2 separate regions of the Callithrix jacchus genome follow, and region 1 is linked to region 2. A link is a contact called in public Hi-C data. All regions are on one chromosome and are shown on one strand. Each heading gives the region's core, a stretch centred on a gene start, on an enhancer-like site or on the middle of the called end of the contact. The rest is flanking DNA. Distances are from core to core; before and after follow the strand shown. Region 1 holds the start of FAM107A (family with sequence similarity 107 member A). Region 2 overlaps FAM107A (family with sequence similarity 107 member A).

The links. A called contact is a pair of places that touch in the nucleus more often than the background predicts.
Region 1: a Hi-C map of skeletal muscle shows a contact between it and region 2, with 12 times the contacts expected there. The contact joins the promoter of FAM107A here to the enhancer-like site in region 2. A contact is called at or near these places in 3 of 3 Hi-C or Micro-C datasets (induced pluripotent stem cells and skeletal muscle).

The regions. Positions count from the first base shown.
Region 1 is chr15:40,406,532-40,411,463 of calJac240_pri, forward strand. FAM107A (family with sequence similarity 107 member A) reads right to left here and starts at 1,492. Exons shown (of 4, transcript XM_078351341.1): 1 at 904-1,492. FAM3D (FAM3 metabolism regulating signaling molecule D) reads right to left here. Exons shown (of 10, transcript XM_035275957.3): 10 at 904-4,932.
Region 2 is chr15:40,354,771-40,359,253 of calJac240_pri, forward strand. FAM107A (family with sequence similarity 107 member A) reads right to left here. Exons shown (of 4, transcript XM_078351341.1): 2 at 2,800-2,974; 3 at 652-808; 4 at 1-132. The coding sequence starts at 2,969. The coding sequence ends at 25. Among named protein-coding and RNA genes, the nearest start is that of ACOX2, 32 kb to the left of the region's middle. Within about 2 kb of position 2,106, at least 4 of the 16 cell types and tissues checked have an H3K27ac peak or open chromatin away from gene starts, as enhancers often do.

The sequences.
Region 1 (4,932 bases), core at 242-2,741, 51 kb after region 2:
TGGTGGAGCTGGGACTTCGCAGCCTGACCACGCCCCGGGGTGGCAGTACTGGGCTGTGGGTGGAGAGCAGTGAGCTCCTGTGCCACAATCCCACAATCCCCAGAGCTGGTGAGTACATGCAGGCCCCTCCCCTCTTTGCCCCCACTGATCCAGGAGGTCTGACGGGCCCCGAGAAAGCGACTGTTTTCCAAGCTCCCTGCTCCTCCCCGCCCCACAATGCTGATGCAGGGGTCCAAGGGGTGCATTTCCAGAAACACTGCTCAGGCAGTGCTGTCTACAAACCCCCAGCTGAGAGCTCAGGCATAGGAGGTGAGGGATAATAGCATGAATAGAATTCTACTAACAAAGGAGCAGAGCCTCTACACAGTGCCAGGCAGCGTTCTAAACGCTTTCATTCATATAATTTTCACAACGATTTTCCAAGGTAGTGATTATTATTGGCCCTATTTTACAGGTGAGGAAATGAGGTACAGAAAGCTTAAATAACTTGCCCATTGCCCTACAACTGGTAACAGCTGGTTAGCCAACTCATAATCATAATCATAATAATTTTAAGATCTTTCCCCTGTATCCACCTGCATCAGACACTCTCCTGGGGTGTGGGGAAGGGGTACCCTGGGAGCTTTTACTCAGGGAAGTAGAGATGTGTGTGGCTAATACCAGGGAGCCAGAGAGGTTCGGCTGTCCCCAAGTCTGTCCTAGAGATGGAGAGATTAGGATGCTGGTTTTGCCCTGAGCCCCCACCAGTTTTCTAGCTGCACATCTTGGCTGTGAGTGCCAGGAAGAAGATTGGTGGGCAGTGCCAGCTGAAGCTCCCGGGTAGGTGGGTCAGGGCTCCCACTTGCTGGGTTCAGTTTCCCTTCCCGTGTCCGGGGCCCCAACAGGACGCTTGGGGGCTCCTACCTTCTTCCCCTGGGCTGCTCCCATGGCACGAGGTGGCACCAGGCCTGGGTGGGCTGCAGGGACCAGGCTGGGGTCCTTCCTGCTGGCGTGGATCTCAGGAGCCAGGACCTGAGGGGCTCCCGGGGCCAGGGCCCCCTGTCCTCTTGTGGCTCATTCTCCCCGGCACAAAGGCGGCTTTCACAGCTGCTCCTAAGCCCAGAGCGCCTCAGACAGGCTTAGGGCGATTGATCCTGACAGAGGGGCCAGTGTCCCCAGGCGGCTCCCATGCCTTTCTTGGGTCCCTGCAGCTCCTCACCTCCCAGAACGCTGCGTCTCTCAGGAAGGGAAACTAAGGCAGCTGGGAAAGGGGGGAAGACGCGAGGCAGTCCTCTCATCACACACCGGTAGCTCAGGTGCGGCGGGTGACCTCTGGCTGGCCCTTGCTAGGCACTGCTCAGCAGACAGGGCCAGACAGGGAAGGCCGAGGGCTGGCTGAGGTGCAGAGCTCTGGGACGGCTGCGTGGGGATGTCAGCCTCGGCTGGACAGCCCCATTAATAATAGACCTTTGAAGACTCTTGGGGTCTGGGGCTCTCCCACAGCAGGAACTCTGAGAGCAGACGCCTGGGCAGCAGGCTGCCTGGGAGGGCTGGAGGTCAGCTGGTCTGGGCTCAGGCCAAGAAAATAGCTGAAGGCTGGATTCCAGGCCTGGGGCCAAGTTCTCAAAGTGCCCCCGGCAATCACCCTCCTCCTCATTTGCCAGCCCCTTCCTTCTCTGTGATGCCAGCTTGTAGCAGAGGTTAAGCCTGAAAAAACCTTAGGCTTGAACTGTGGCTCTGCCCCTGACAGCTGTGTGGCCTTGGGGGCACGGGGTGTGTGTGTGTGTGTGTGTGCGCGCGCACGAGCGTATGTGATAAGCACTCCCACTGCACATGGCTAAATGAAGTAAGGTGTGTGTGTGCAGCTGAAGCTATCATTTTGTGTAAGCATAAATCAGAGCATGTCACTCCCTGTTTGTTTGTTTGTTTGTTTGTTTGTTTTTGAGATGGAGTCTCACTCTGTCACCCAGGCTGGAGTGTAGTGGCACAATCTCGGCTCACTGCAACCTCCGCCTCCCAGGTTTAAGTGATTCTCCTGCCTCAGCATCCCGAGTAGCTGGGAATACAGGTGTGTGCCACCAAACCCAGTTGGTTTTTGTATTTTTAGTAGAAACGAGGTTTCACCATATTGGCCAGGCTGGTCTTGAACTCCTGACCTCACGATCTGCCTGCCTTGGCCTCGCAAAGTGCTGGGATTACAAATGTGAGCCACTGTGTTTGGCCATCACTCCCTGTTTTATAATCTGTCGCTTCACTAAAGGTGGGTAACAGTTGCCCCCACTGCCTGGGGCTGTGAGGGTAAGCAGAGCATCTAGCGAACAATTCCTCAGCGAAGTTAGGTGCTGCTGTTAAGAACACAAATGATAAGTCCATTGCCCACTGGAAAGTCCCGGCTAACCAGTTCACTAAGCACAACGCCCTTTCCCCAGAGGTGGGCGGGTCGGGAAACCTTGCCACTCTTTCCTTTCCTCTAGCGCGGTGCCTGGCACACACACAGATGCCTCATGGAACCGTAGCTGGAGGGTCAAGAATTAGGCATTCTGTCCAGCCTTGCCAACAGAACAAAAGCCCCCAGGTCCACAAGGTCTGACAAATGGCCTTGCTAGGACCTCAGTTCCTTCTCCTCCCTCTCCCTGGCAGCTTCTGGGTCACAGCACCTTTCCCCTTCCCAGGGCCTTTGCACTTGCTACTCTTTCTGCGTGGGATGTTTCCTCCCCAACTTCCCCTCTGCTCCTCATATTTCATATTTTGATATTTGCATGATTCTCTCCTTTTTATCTCTCAGGCTCCTCAGAGAAGCTTTCTCTGACACCTTCTGCACAGTAGTTCCCAGGCTCTCTGTTTATTACTTTGTCGCAGCACTCATCAGTGACAAAATGATATGACTTCTGTGTCGATTGTCTCCTCTGCCTGGAATGGCAGTTCCACAAAGGCCAGGGCCTGGTCTGTCCTGCTCCTCAGTTTCCCCCCTGGGTCTAGAGCAATATTAGTGGAAGAATACATGATGGAGGATTAAATGAAGTAGTCTAAGCTGATCGAGTGCTTAGCACAGTCCCGGCTCATCACAAGTGCTCGCTGCACGGCACTTCTTAATACTGTTGTTACTGAAGTTACCGTATTTCCTCCAGTGCCCATGACCCTTCCAGCCAAGCAAACACGTGGCTACTTCCTTCTGCCCCTTCCCTTGGGTTCAGCCCCTGCCTTCCTCGGCTGCTCCGCACTCCTTTTCTCCCTGTTCCAATTGTGGCCTGATTACACTTTTGGATTTCCTGCAGAAAAGAGAAAGTCCACAAAATTATAAAGGGAAATGACTCAATTGGCTGTCAGATGGAGCAGTAAGAATGCTCTAAGTCAATGTGGAAGATCAAACTCCTTTGGCAGCCATCCCGTAATTATCCACCAGCTTGACTCTTGGTGGGGTAGGAGGAGAGAGAATGAATTTTACACATTTATTAATTTTTTTCCATCTGCTTGGAGTCCTGCTGAAGTATGGCTTAGTGCTGTGGTGAAAGCCTGACTGATTGGCTGATGGAGCCTGTGACTGGGCTCTGAAGCCCGGCCCCTGGCAGGATCATGGCCCAAAATGCAACCTTCAGGCCTCATGGCATGGGCAGGAGGGATGGGGTGGAGGCTCAGGGCCCAGCACCATGCCCGGCACAGAGGCAGTACTTGGAATATGTGAACAGTTGATTTATGGAGTGACAGCTGGTGGTGAAGGACCAAGGAGCAGGTGTTCTAGACCCAGCTTTGTCCCATCTCACTGTGGGCTGGGGACATCCCTCAGCCTCTCTTTCTCCATCTGCACAATGAGAGCAAACATCTGTTCCTTCTTGACCCACAAGCTAATAGAAGGAAGTAAGGCTTACAAAATGTGAGGGGGGCTTTGGGCTTTAAAAAGAGGAGTTCTGAATCCCTTGAACCCGGTTCCTCTGCACCTCTTCCAAAGCAATGAAGGCAAGTGCTGGGAATGCTAACTCTGAGGTTCTGTGCAATCTTCAAAAGGCTTCAGAGGCATTTAGGAGCAGGTGGAGGAGGGGAGGAGGGGAGGAGGGGGAAGAGGGGAGGAGGGGGAAGAGGGGGAGGAAGGGGGAGGGGGAGGAGAAGAGGAGGAGGACAGGAGAAACACTACCTGAGAGGTTTAGGGCAAACATATCTGTTTCATGTAATGTTGGAGACAGACTGGAATTCCAGCCCTTATTCTGAGACTCCTTGTCTATGTGACTTTGGACAAGTCACTTGACCTCTCTGAGCCTCATCTTCCTCCCATGTAAAAGAAGATAACAATGGTTCCCATCCCGTGAATGTGGGGGCTATGAGGATGAAATGAGGTAATTCATGTAAACCTCTGAGCAGAACGTCTGGAAAACTGCAGTGCTCTGTAGAAGTGAGTTGCTGCATTTGCTACACTATGGGCAAGGCTGAAGATAAGTCCACTATCCATTGGGAAGGCCCGGATAATGAGTTCATTAGGCACAACAGCCTTTCCCAAGAGGTGGGTGGGAGGGGAGACCTTGCCACCCTTCCCTTTCTAGCTTGTGCCGCCACCTACTGGCGAGCACCAGAATTACAGCTTCTGGAAAGCTCTTCCTGTGGCCCCACCCCTCATAGCCCTACCCTCACTCCTGGGTGGGTGGGAGGCACACTGGCAGGGAGTGGGGAGGCAAATCCAAGCCTCCAGTTCTGAGGCCACGATTAGCTTGCAGAGATTCCTGAAGGCTTGTCGACCTCAGTGAGAAAATGAGTCGGAAGACTTATCCATTTCACTTTCTGATGATCCCCAGGAGAGGCCCCTGGTCCGGGCCACCACCCTCTCTCTCTCCCTGGATGATACAGCAGCCTCCTCACTGGCCTCCCTTCCTCCACTCCTTCACACAGCAGCAAGGAATTTTCAAAATATGTAGATTTTGTCACCTTGCTCCCAGTGTGTCCCCTGCCCTTGGGACAAAGTCCAAG
Region 2 (4,483 bases), core at 856-3,355:
TGGTCCGAGCCCCAGCAGCCGTCCCTACAGCGCTCTCTCTTCACTGGTCAGTGTGGCAATTCTCCGCAGGTTTTCCCTGACTTTAATAAACTCAGGGGCGTGATCTTCTTCCTTCTCCGGTGGTTTTTCCAGCTGAAGGAGGGAGAAGCAGAGGAGTGAGGTGAGTGGGGCTATGGGGATTCCTACTCTGAAAACCCATGGAGTTGGGACTGAGGGCCCACACAGTGGGGGAACAGAACCAGCCTGGGGATGGACTTTGCTGCCAGCTTGGTACCTGGGGCACAGAGCATGAGACTGTGTTCTCCTTGTGAAGTCTGGTTCTAATTGCTCACCTCCTCTGGGCCTCAGGTTCCCCATCTCTAAAGCGGGAATGACACCTGGCTCGTCAGACAGTTACAAGAATGAAATCAGAATCAGCATGCAGGACACTGGGCCAGTGAGGAAGCTGAGGTTCAGAGAGGGGAAGCCACTTGCCCTAAGGACCCATCAAAGCAAATGGCAGAGGGAGGGCTCAGGCCAGCGGTGGACTCATAGTCCAGTTCTCTGCTGACCCTCTTCCCTCTCACTGGCTGTGGCCACAGCAGAGCTCCTCCTGGGCCAGGGGATCACCCTGGAGGATTCGTGGTCCCCCGCTGGTTGCCTGTGACCCACCTGGTTCAGCCTCTGCTGCCGTCTCAGCAGCTCCTGCTCAAGGGGGCACTGCAGTCGCTTGGCCTCCAGCTCCTCCTTCTTCTTCTTGAGGAGCTGGTTCCGCCGTCGGTGCTCCAGGACTCGCTGTAGCTCCGGCTTGCTGTCCAGGCCGAGGCCCCTGGGGTGGGGAGGGAGGAGCCGTCAGGAGACCATCACCTTCCTGCCTCCCCAGCCTCAGGGCTTCATCCTGCTGTGACACCACCCTCCACTATTACCTTGTGCAATCCTCCCAGTAGCCTTGGAGGTGGACCCATTACTGTCCCATTTTACAGAGACAAAACCTGAGGCCTCTAGGGATGAGGATACTAGTCCAAGTCACAGCTACAGATGGGCCAAATGAGGATTTGAACCCTGGCCTGTCTGACTGCAGAGACCAGGTTTTATATTATTTCTGGTTATTTTCTCAGGTTACGTTTCTAAAGGTAGAATTGCTGGGCCAGGCTCCTTTAAAAAATTCTAGGTACATAGATCTACCTGTGCCTGAGAAATGTTGTCCAGTGTATCTTCCTGTGAACAGTGTACAGGAGATCTGTTTCTCCCCTCTGTCACCAGCCAATCTTTTTATATTCAAGAATCTGGTAGTCATGATATAATATCTGGTTTTCATGTTTCTTTATTAGTCACATGGGACAACATTTGATACATTTACCAGCCATTTGCATTTCTTCTTTTGTGAATTAACTGTATTATTATTATTATTTTGACAGACAAGCACTCGCTGTCTTGCCCAGGCTGGAGTGCAGTGGCACAGTCATAGCTCACTGCAGCCTCGACCTCCCGGGATCAAGTGATCCTCCTGCCTTGGCCTCCCAAAGTGTTGGGATTACAGGTGTGAGCCACCACGTCTGGCTGTACTGTATTGCTTTTGATTCATCTTTCTTTGTGGATTGTAAGAGATCTGAATATATTCATTTTTTTTTGTATATACGAGTTTTAAAAATAAAATTTATTTATATTGCAAATATTTTCTCTAGTTTATCTTTAAGCTTCTATTTTTGATTGTGGCGGTGTTTTTTGGTATTAAAGGGATGAACCTAAAAGCTCTTCAGAGAAAATGCTTATATTATAATACTAATTGAAAACAAAACCAAAAGCCACTCAGTGTACAAAGTAACTGAGAGGTTGTCGGTCATAGCGGAAAACAAGAGCGCAATCACAACTGGTTCTAATACCAGAGACGGCCAGCAGAGGGAGCTCTGAAAGCACTGCTGCGTTCACGCTGTTACTGGTGAGCAGGAGTATTTTACCCGGTCCTCCGGAGGTAGGGGTCTCAGCCTTCCTCTCCTCCAATTCACGTCCCATCAATTGCCCCACCCCAGCCCTGCCACCTCCCAGGTGCCCCTCTGGCCTGTCTCTGTCAATGCTCACCACGGCCTGCCACGGAAGAGCCAGCCACTAGCCTGGGCCTCGGCCCCCTTCGGTATTGTGAGCTCCCCCATCCCCACACCTCACCAGGAGGGCCCTTCTGAAGCTCGATCAGACCTGTGCCCCTGCTGTAGACCCTTCCTCAGTCCATCCTCTGCCCTGGCCGGCACCGCACAATCAATGCCCGAGGCACAGTGAGCAATTCCTGTTTCCTACTTATTTGCATATGCAGTTCCCTCTGCCACCCAACACCCACCTCGTGGCCTGGCTGACTCCAATCCCCCTTCAGGTCATAGTTGAAGCAGCACCGCTCCTGTGAAGTCATTTTAGACCCCTCGGGTTCCTCCTCTGGGGCCTCAGGCCAATGCACCCATCCTACTGCCTGGCTGTGTACCTGTCCCTGTCTGTTAGGACAGGAACTGGGTCCCATTCATTCTTGCACCCCCAGGTCTGGACTCAGCGCCCAACACATAGTATGTACTCAATAAATGTATCTGGAGTTTGGGTGTAAAACGGGTGGCTGGGCGAAAGAACAGGGCTTTTTGGGTCCCTCTGGTTCCCAGGGGCCTGCTGGGGATGGGGCCATTTCAGGTTTTGCTGGTGATCATGTGGGGCACATTCAGCCCTCCTCAGTCTCCAGAAGCCCCAGGATGAGATCCAGCCCTGCTTTCCTCCAGGGGCACCTCCCCAAGTCCCACAGGACCCGGTGCTTGCCGTGCCAGGGCCACAGGGCCTCATCCCCACCTTCTGTGGTTCATGAGCAGCTCCCGGTGCAGCTCCTGGTGACTCCGAGAGGCCTTCACGGGGTTCAGCAGCTTCTTGGGCTTGATGAGCTCTGGATTCCACTCTCTGTATTCCGGCCGGGCCATCAGTCCCCCGATGTCTGCCCGCTCCCTCTGAATCTCCGAGTACATGGAGGCTGTAGAGATGGATAGAGGAGTTGCTCAGAGCTGAGCCTCTCATCCCACCCTGCCCCCTGGGGCACAGTTGAAGGGCAAGGTTTTCATGTCAGATGGACCTTGGCCACCTGCTACTGCGTATACCTGGGCAAGCTACCTGAATTTCTGAGCCTTAGTTTTTTCACTTATAAAAACGAAAACCATGACGGAATGCATGCCCCGGGCTGTCAGAACCGGAGATGCTGTTTGCGATGTGTCTGGAGTGTGGATGTCAAGTGATAATGGGCCTCAAGGTACGGGCTGACACACACAAACTTTTGGCCTGACTTTGCAAACCACGGTTTTCCCCCACTATACATGGAATTATGTTTGAGTTTCTGTTTTTCAATGAGCTTTAACAGAAAAGGAAAAATATATTTAAAAAGACTTATATGTACTTGTTAAAAACAATTTGGATGAATGCAGTGATAAAAAGAAAGTATTACCCTTTATTGTCTAACTCTCTAGCACAGTTCCAAATTCTCTTGCGGAACTGTTCAGCTTTTCATTTTCTTCACATCAAAGAGGAGAGGATGAAATTCAGAGACTGCTGTTCCTAATAGCAAAGGCATAGTTGTCAAACGTCTGGCCACTCAATGGCCCCACTTCTACCACAGCAGTTTCAACTCTGTCCATCTACTTAAAATTTAGGCACAAGGGCTCCCTCTTCTGCAAACTGGCTCCTTATCCTTGAAATTCCCAAGTGCAAGTACAGAGAGAGACAGACAGACACAGAGAGAGAAAGAGACTGATTAAAAAAAAAGGCCTCAAGGGTATAGACGCTGCCTGGCCATGAGCTGCTTATAGTGGTTTTAGTGAAAATGTAGACATTAGCTCTGCCCTCTTCATGAGTCTGACTTTGCAGAGCTCGAGCTCCTATCATATGCCAGTTCCTGACAGTTGGCAGTGTCTGGTCTGGAGTGCAGTAGGTGATCAATACACATTTGTTGGTAATTTTCTTCACACAACTTTCACACAGTTTTCTTCAATACAACTTTCGAAGTGTTCTTTGGTCTTGGGGAACCAGTGCCCTGTGGCATGTGGTTTTCATGTGACCACTGGGAACGTGTGTCCCCACTTGGAACACCAGGCGTCAGCCCCCTCTTGAGGGCCACCATGTTGCCTGTGGACAGACTCATTTCCGTCCCCACACTAGGAAGGGGGTGAGAACCATTCCCTGCCCAAACGCAGTTTTGTGGATGAACGGGATGTGTGAAAACGTGGAAGCGGCAAACAGCTTGTTGGGGTCGGGAAACACAAAGGAGGGGTTTGGCGGGGTGCACTTTGCAAGGTGACAGGTTGGGAATGTAGACATCAAACGGGAGATTGTACTTTGCAACAGTGGCCACCAGACCCGTGTTTGGCTTTTCTATGATGACCCCTGGCAGGCTGCAGTCAGAAGGAGCAAGTAAGACCACGTATGTAACCTGGAGAAAGAGGTGATTATTAGAAGGTATTTTGGATGTAGCCAGATGAGGTGTCAGAGCACA